Linked DNA regions of Mus musculus: region 2 is linked to region 1. Evidence: chromatin contacts called from public Hi-C data. All regions are on one chromosome and are shown on one strand. The core of a region is the stretch at or near the end of the contact, and the rest is flanking DNA. Distances in the headings are between cores, read along the strand shown. Region 1 overlaps Gm35521 (predicted gene, 35521). Region 2 has its middle 28 kb from the start of Mir710.

The links. A called contact is a pair of places that touch in the nucleus more often than the background predicts.
Region 2: a contact with region 1 is called in a Hi-C map of adipose-derived mesenchymal stem cells, with 1.9 times the contacts expected there. The contact joins two enhancer-like sites. A contact is called at or near these places in 3 of 484 Hi-C or Micro-C datasets (3T3-L1-derived adipocytes, the C2C12 cell line and adipose-derived mesenchymal stem cells) and 2 of 115 datasets of contacts at active chromatin or transcription factors (embryonic fibroblasts and embryonic stem cells).

What each region holds. Positions count from the first base shown.
Region 1 is chr8:64,405,215-64,408,899 of GRCm38.p6, reverse strand. Gm35521 (predicted gene, 35521) reads left to right here. Exons shown (of 3, transcript NR_166077.1): 3 at 48-275. Among named protein-coding and RNA genes, the nearest start is that of Gm35521, 14 kb to the left of the region's middle. Within about 2 kb of position 1,604, at least 17 of the 459 cell types and tissues checked have an H3K27ac peak or open chromatin away from gene starts, as enhancers often do. A contact at or near this core is called in adipose-derived mesenchymal stem cells, where this site is marked.
Region 2 is chr8:64,541,104-64,544,633 of GRCm38.p6, reverse strand. No RefSeq gene overlaps it. Among named protein-coding and RNA genes, the nearest start is that of Mir710, 28 kb to the right of the region's middle. Within about 2 kb of position 1,898, at least 24 of the 459 cell types and tissues checked have an H3K27ac peak or open chromatin away from gene starts, as enhancers often do. A contact at or near this core is called in adipose-derived mesenchymal stem cells, where this site is marked.

The sequences.
Region 1 (3,685 bases), core at 355-2,854:
TCATTAGCTATTCCTTAACTACCAGCTTCTCTCTTTTGCTCCTAAAGGATGTAAAAATTCTTTCTGGCTTTGGAGTTTCATGACAAAAGGTGAAAGGTGTGGTGCAGAGGTCAGGGCAGTTGCCTGAAATGAAGACCTGAGTTCCATTGCCTGAATCCACAAGATGGAAAGGACTTGACCCTCCACATCCACAGGGGTGCTATGGCATGCATCTCCCCACAACCCTGCAAAATAATACATGTAAAACATTTTTTTTGAAAAGAAAATCGATTTCTCTCCTGGTTTTCTTGGTGTGGTTGAATTGAAAATAATGACAAAAGTGAAATTGTGCTGTGATGTACAAAGAGCCTCACACGTACTTCCTGATGGACGCTTGGTGGGGGCTACGGTGTTCAGCCTAGGGCTGTGATGTTTTATTCTAAAAAAAAAATCAAACTAATTTGCAGTGGCTGTCACAGTTAGTCGTGATGCTTAGGGGAGATATAAACTGAGAACCTCAGGGATGTAAGGGACTAGGCTATCATGGTGCCACCGGAGACGCAGGCACCGTTAGATTAGTTAGGGGAAAGTACATTGAGGTGGATGAACTTGAGAACGTTATGAAAAGAAACAGCATGGTTCCTAGGAGAGGATCCAGGGGGAAATTAGGGTATTACTTTGGGCAAACCCACTTTCATATTTCTACGGTTTCCTTCCTCGGCCACTTTAATTTTTATGATTGCTGTAGGGAGCCACTTAGATAGCAAGGGAGTTGGAACGGAGAAAGTGATTTCCAACTTGCACAACCAAAGAGAGCTGTCTTTTGTCGTAGGGCTTCGGCTGCAGTCCACGGGGGATTGAGGAGCTTTGCAACTGAGTCAAATTATGAAACTTTTAGTACAATGTTTGCAAAGTACTTCTTACAGAAATTGGGTGTAGTTTTCCAAGAGAACATTTTCCCTGTAAGTTTCAATAATGCACATTTGTTCATTTGTGTGCCTTGGGCTAAATTATTACTAGTTTTTATTAAAAACTAATTTTCACAATCTTTTCAATTCCCCATCTGGATTATTATACGCTGAACATGCATTTTTGTGTAGGTAGGTAACCCAAGCACAATAATTGCATTGTCAAAAATTCATTGCCTTCTTCTCTGCAAAAGGTTTGCTGTTTCACCTGATGAGTTTTGCGTCGGGTATATTGTTGGGGCAGAAGGCAGAAAATGTTTTCTAATTCTGTCTATGCAGTGACAGAATGTTTCTATATGAGCACTCACCTAGTTTTACACCATCTAGACAATAAGCCTGATTTCTTGAAGGTATTCTAAAGTGAAAACAAAAATTCTTAAAATGAAAACTAAAAAGACCCTTTTTTGCATACACTTCTTATTTTTTCCTCCTGGAAAAAAATAAGTCACTGTCAACAAAAGTCTTTTTTTTGTTTGTTTGTTTTCTTTTTATATTTAAAAGTAAGTTATTAGTAAGATTAAGAAAATAAAAACTGGGACATCACCCATGACCAGATATAAAGTATTCTAAGGAGAGAAGTGAACGTTTACTACTCCAGAGGAGGAGTGAGGATTTGCCAGGGCTTTTGAGCTCTGGAATGCTAACTGTCCCCAGATGGGGCTGCAGCCTCTGGAGCGGCCAGCCGAGGAATCTGGCTTGCCTTCATGGGAATGACTCTGTTCTGTATTTTGTGATGCTTTATTCGATGAAATTAAATTAATTTGAGAGGGTTAGTCATGGTTAGTCGTGATGCTTAGGGGAAACATAAACTGTCAAAGGCAGCTATGCTGTAATTTTTATTATCACTCGGACAGTTTTCTAACCACATAAAAGTCCTTGGGCCTTAAAATTAAAGTGAAGATGGAATGGCATTTATGATTGAAGACATGACTTAGGTTGTGTAACTCGGGCAGCTGAGCGTCACTGACATTTCACAAAATTAAGGGTTACGAGGAGGAACTGGAGTATCCTGTCTAAACTTTACAACTGCAGAGGAGGAGCTCCTTAAGTTTGCATTCTACAGTCCTGTACAGTTGGGGAGAAAGGAGTATCAGTTAGTGTGAACCAAACATTGGGCTAGAGCTCATGACTCAGCAATTTAGCTGTAAGCTCTTGCCCTTGTTAATGTTTGTTCTATGCATTGATATCTGTTCACTCTCTATTTAAATATCTGTCTTCACTCTATATTAGTATAGATTTGAACAATATGTGTGTATTCATACACACATATACGTAATGCACTGATAAAGATATATTCACATATGTATGGGCATATGTGTGACTCATTCATTGGCACTTAACTAATTTAATACACGTAAAACCCATTTCAAACTAATGAGATGATAATCTTCCATACTCACTGAAATTATTTAGTAATAAAATAAAAATTATTTTTAATATATTTTTAGTAATTAAAAAAAAGCACAAGTAGTCTACTTCAGTCTAGTTCAGTGTGAGCACGTATCATTCATACACTGACTGAAGGGTGAGTAGGATCTTATGGCTTCCCCATCTCTCCCTGAGTTAATGATCTATAGCATTCTGACATGTGGATGTGTGAAAAAGTGATTGATACCTTCCTCATATTTAGGTATTATTGGCAGTGTCCTGACAAATACAGAGGCAGATGCTCGCAGCCAACCATTGGACTGAGTGTGCCCTGCCCCCCCTCCCCCCATGGAGGAGTTGGAGAAGGGACTGAAGGAGCTGAGAGTGTTTTGCAGCCCCATGGAGGGAGCAACAGTGTCAACCAGCCAGACCCCCTGGAGCTCCAGAGACTGGTCTATCAATCAAAGAGTACACATGGAGGGACCCATGGCTCAGGCTGCATATGTGGCAGAGGATGACCTTGGACATCAATGGGAGGAGAGGCCCTTGGGTCTGAGGGGATTTAGTGCTCCAGTGTAAGGGAATGCTAAGGAGGGAAGATGGGAGTGGGTGAGTGGGTGGGGGAGCACTCTCACAGAGACAGGAGTAGGGGGGATAGGATATGGAGTTTCCAAAGGGTAGACTTGAAAGGGAAAAATATCTGAAATGTTAATAAAGAAAATATCCAATAAAAAATAAAAAAAATAAAAAAAAATCTTATTTTGAAAGACTTGATAATAGGAGAATTAGCCTTTGCAGGTAACACAATCAGTTTTAATATGACTTCATCTTGAACTGTGTTAGAAGAAAGGCCTGACTTCTATTCATTCATAGAGTTTTGGTAGTATGTGACTGAATATTTCAACACCTCATTACAAGGCAGAGATTTAAAGAAAGTTTTATTTTAATTTTTTTGGGAACTGTGGGCAAAAATACAGAGGTCAGAGGCCTAATTGCAAGAGGTGTGTCCCTTCTACAATGTGGACTCTAGGGATGTAACTGTGGTCCCCAACATGGATGGAAATTGTGTTTACCCGTGGAGCTTTCTCAACAGCCCAGAGACTTTTTAAAAATACGACTTTGAAATGTCACCATGTTCCCAACATCCTTCATTTATAAAGATACTAAAATTTCATCTGAGATCTACATATGGATGTTTCTAAATCATAAACAATTAGGCTATGAAGTTCATAACAAAGTGCCTTGTAATGATGACTCACCAGGCACACCCTCTCCGAGAAACCCACCAGAGAAGCATCTTATGAGGAAGGGAGGATTTTTGTCCCCTGGGGGATGTCAGTTGTGGTCGATACTAATAGATTTCACTTTAT
Region 2 (3,530 bases), core at 649-3,148, 140 kb before region 1:
CTGAGGTGAGAAGACCTGGAGGTGAGAGGACCTGTGAAGCTGAGGTGGGAGGACCTAGGCAGCTGAGGTGGAAGAATCTGATTGGCTGAGGAGGGAGAGAGGCATAAAGTACAGCACTGTGGGGAAAGTATACTCCAATTCAGCAAGACAGGGGCTCAAGTTTGGCTTAAGAAACTTCAATCAGAGAGGGAATACAGCAGACTGATCAGTTCACAGCAAAGGTGGAAATCCTTTAGAATCATACAAAGAAGTTTCATCAAATAGTTCTCTAAGAATAACTCTGTGGGCTGAACCAGCAACTAATGAGCATATGTGGACTGGACCTACGCCCCCTGGACATATGTAGGAGATGTGCCACTTGGTCTTCATATGGGTCCTTCAACAACTAGAGTGAGGGCTGTCCCTGACTCTGCTGCCTGCCTGTGGATCCTGTTCCCTAACTGGGCTGTCTTGGCTGGCCTCAGTGAGAGAGGATGAGCCTAGTCATGCCGGGACATGATGTGCCAGAGTGGGTTGGTACCCACAGGGGTCTTGTGGGGAGGGCCTGTGTGAGGGGTGACTGGGAGGAGGGGGGCTGCAATTGGTATGTAATGTGAATATATTAATTAATGGAAAAATAATGGTGTGGAAGGAAATATTGTGTTTTCCCACAGAGTGAGCAGGTAGACAGGATAGTACATACGGGCATCAATCCATGTGCAATATACACATTCGCTCATTTTGTAAAATAGGTATTACTGCTGCTTTCATTTGCATGTAGAGGAGGTGAAGTGATAGGATGCTAAGAAGCACATCCAGGGCCATGGACTAATAAGCTTAGTACTTCCTCCTTATGTATGTGGTCCAAAGTTCTAGAAATAATGTAAAAGCTGTAAGTTGTGTACCCTTTTCAGTGGGGCAAGGAGATCCTGCGTCATTGTATTCAGTGCTGCCTGGCATGTGACCCACTCCACTGTCTAACATATTCATGCTCTATTCACTCTTTCCATTAGTCATTCCAGTGTACTCGATCGGCTGTTGATGCCTTGTCACATCACATTACTTTCATTCAAGTAATCCTCGCTATTCTCAGTAGTAACTCCATGCACTGAAAGTAATAGTGCTCAGAATTCAGGCTTGTCAGAGAAGCCTCAGAGTGCTCCCCGAAGTGAGAACTGAACGTTCTTCGTATGTGTAGTTCATTCTATACTGTTTGCTCTTTCAAGTGTCAACATGGGTCTTGAAATGTATCCTGTGAATAGGGTTAATAGCTATAGTAACTTCATGGTCCATCTTTGTAGTCAGTGTAGTATGTAAGCCCTCTGGACACTGTGAGGTACTGGGAAGCTATGGAAGGTTTGTAAACAACAGAGTGACAAGATCAAAGGCCCTCTTCCCAATACCTTACCTTTAACTCTAGGATTATATCACATACAATTTGGGAAGACACAACTATTCAGAGCATGGAAAGGTAACTTTTATTCACCAAATGTAATTGTCATCCAGGAGGCTCACTGCTGAATAAGCTCACCTTTTCTAGTCCTTTCTGAATAGCTGGGTGGTGCAACTCAGCTGTTCTGGCTCAAAGCTCCACTCTGAGCTGACTGATTCAAACTGGCTCCTCTTGGTTTCTCACTGAATTTCTCTGCTTGGAAAAACTGCTTTTGGGTTCCATGAACTGAACCGCACTGACTACACAAATGGAATGGAACTGAGTGGAACTGAACAGAACTCCAGGAACTCCATTGAACTCAACTGCATTTAACTGAACTCAGCTGAACTCAACTGCATTCAACTGAACCGCACTCAACTGAAATTCCACTGCATTACCTGTTCAGTCAACTGAAGAGCACTTACTGAATGGCTCTCCAGACTGACTCACTCTGTGCTGCTCTGAAAGTAGACTGTCTCACCAGTCTGTTCTTGAGAGAGTAACATATCCTGTCTCTGACTCATTTGTCTCTGATTCATGACTTTGTCTGTCCTTCAGTTAGATGTCACTTTCAAACATGGCTGCTTCCTTCTACAAACGAACTTCGCCTTCATTGTTTGGAATTCAAGGAATGTACTAAGAGCATGTTTGATTACCAGCCAGAGGGATTAAAGGTGTGTCATTCCACCCTGATCACACAGACCTAGAAGGTTTTTGGATGTGATCCCTTTCAAGAGTAGCCATGTTGCTGGATTGAAATTTCTCTACAAGAGCACATCTCTTCTACGTAGAGAGATGGAACTAGAGCAGTGACAGCTAACAGCTGATGCATGAGTCAGGAGGCACAGCATTATTTATTGTCTTGTTCTTTACTTTTGTATGGTTTTTAACTTTTCAAAATAAGAAAATGAACCATAAAAATCACTGGGAGGAAACATTCTTTTCTGTCTACTTTTCAAGTCCCCTTCCTTCCTTTCTGTGACAATTCCATGAATTTGCCCATGGTGTAAAGTTTAGCTTTGAGCTCAGACCCACTCTGCTTCCCAGCGGGTGATCTGAACATCACTGTGAGGAGCTTATATTTTTAGGCTCTGGTTTCATTTGTCTGTAATCTTTGATTACTATATGAAGTGACAGCAAGGAACCTCAGGACCATTTTGGTTCTTGTTATTCCCTGCAGCTGCAAGAATGGGTTCCAGAGGGCCAATGAAGAAAAGTGGTGAAGGCATGGTACATTCTCCATGGCTCAGGGGAAGGCTAGAAACATCTCTGGAATGAAAAGGAAAGAAATACCTTGAGACTTCTCCATGTGGGTCTGCTAAAGTCATCATGTCACAGTGTTTTACAGGGCTTGCGCTTTCCCTGTTGTTGGTAGGTTTTGGCAGCCCTGGCATCATAGTTATGCATTGTGAACAACTTCCAAGAAAGGATGCCTTCTTCAGTCATTCCACACAAAAGATGGAGGAGTAAGAGGATTATTTTTCATACATTTTATTTCTCCACAGATGGGTAGCACTTGACCTACAAGTTATGGTTGTCTCAGCTCATTTGAAAACTCAACAGATTGATAAATAGAATTTCATTACACAGTCATCCAGTGAAGGAGGAGAGAATGTGGCACTGTTAAATTCTCTGTTTAATGAAGTTTTTCCATAAAAATTAAAGGTACTTATAATGATGACTTTATTGAGTATCTTTTGTATGCTTTCATTTAATACAGTAAGTTAACATTGCTAGAGTTTTTTCTAACATTATTTTGTGGTGGTTTGAAATAAAATGGCCTCCCTATGGAGGCTCACATATTTAAATGCTTAGGTTCCAGCTGATGGAACTGTGTGGGGAGAATAGATTGGAGTAGGTGTGTCACTGGAGATAGGCTTTGAGGTTTCAAAAAGCCCATGCTAGGCCCAGTCTTTCTTTCTCTCCCCTCTTCCTCCTTCTCCATTTCTTCCTCCTCCTTCATTTCCTCCTCCTCTTCCTCCCCTTTCTTCTCCTCCATCTCTCTTTCTCCCTCTCCCCTCTCTCTCCCTCTCTCTTCCTCCCCCCTCTCTTTCTTTGCCTGATGCCAATGGATCAGGATGTAATAGCTCCCAGCTACAGCTCCAACACCATGGCTGTC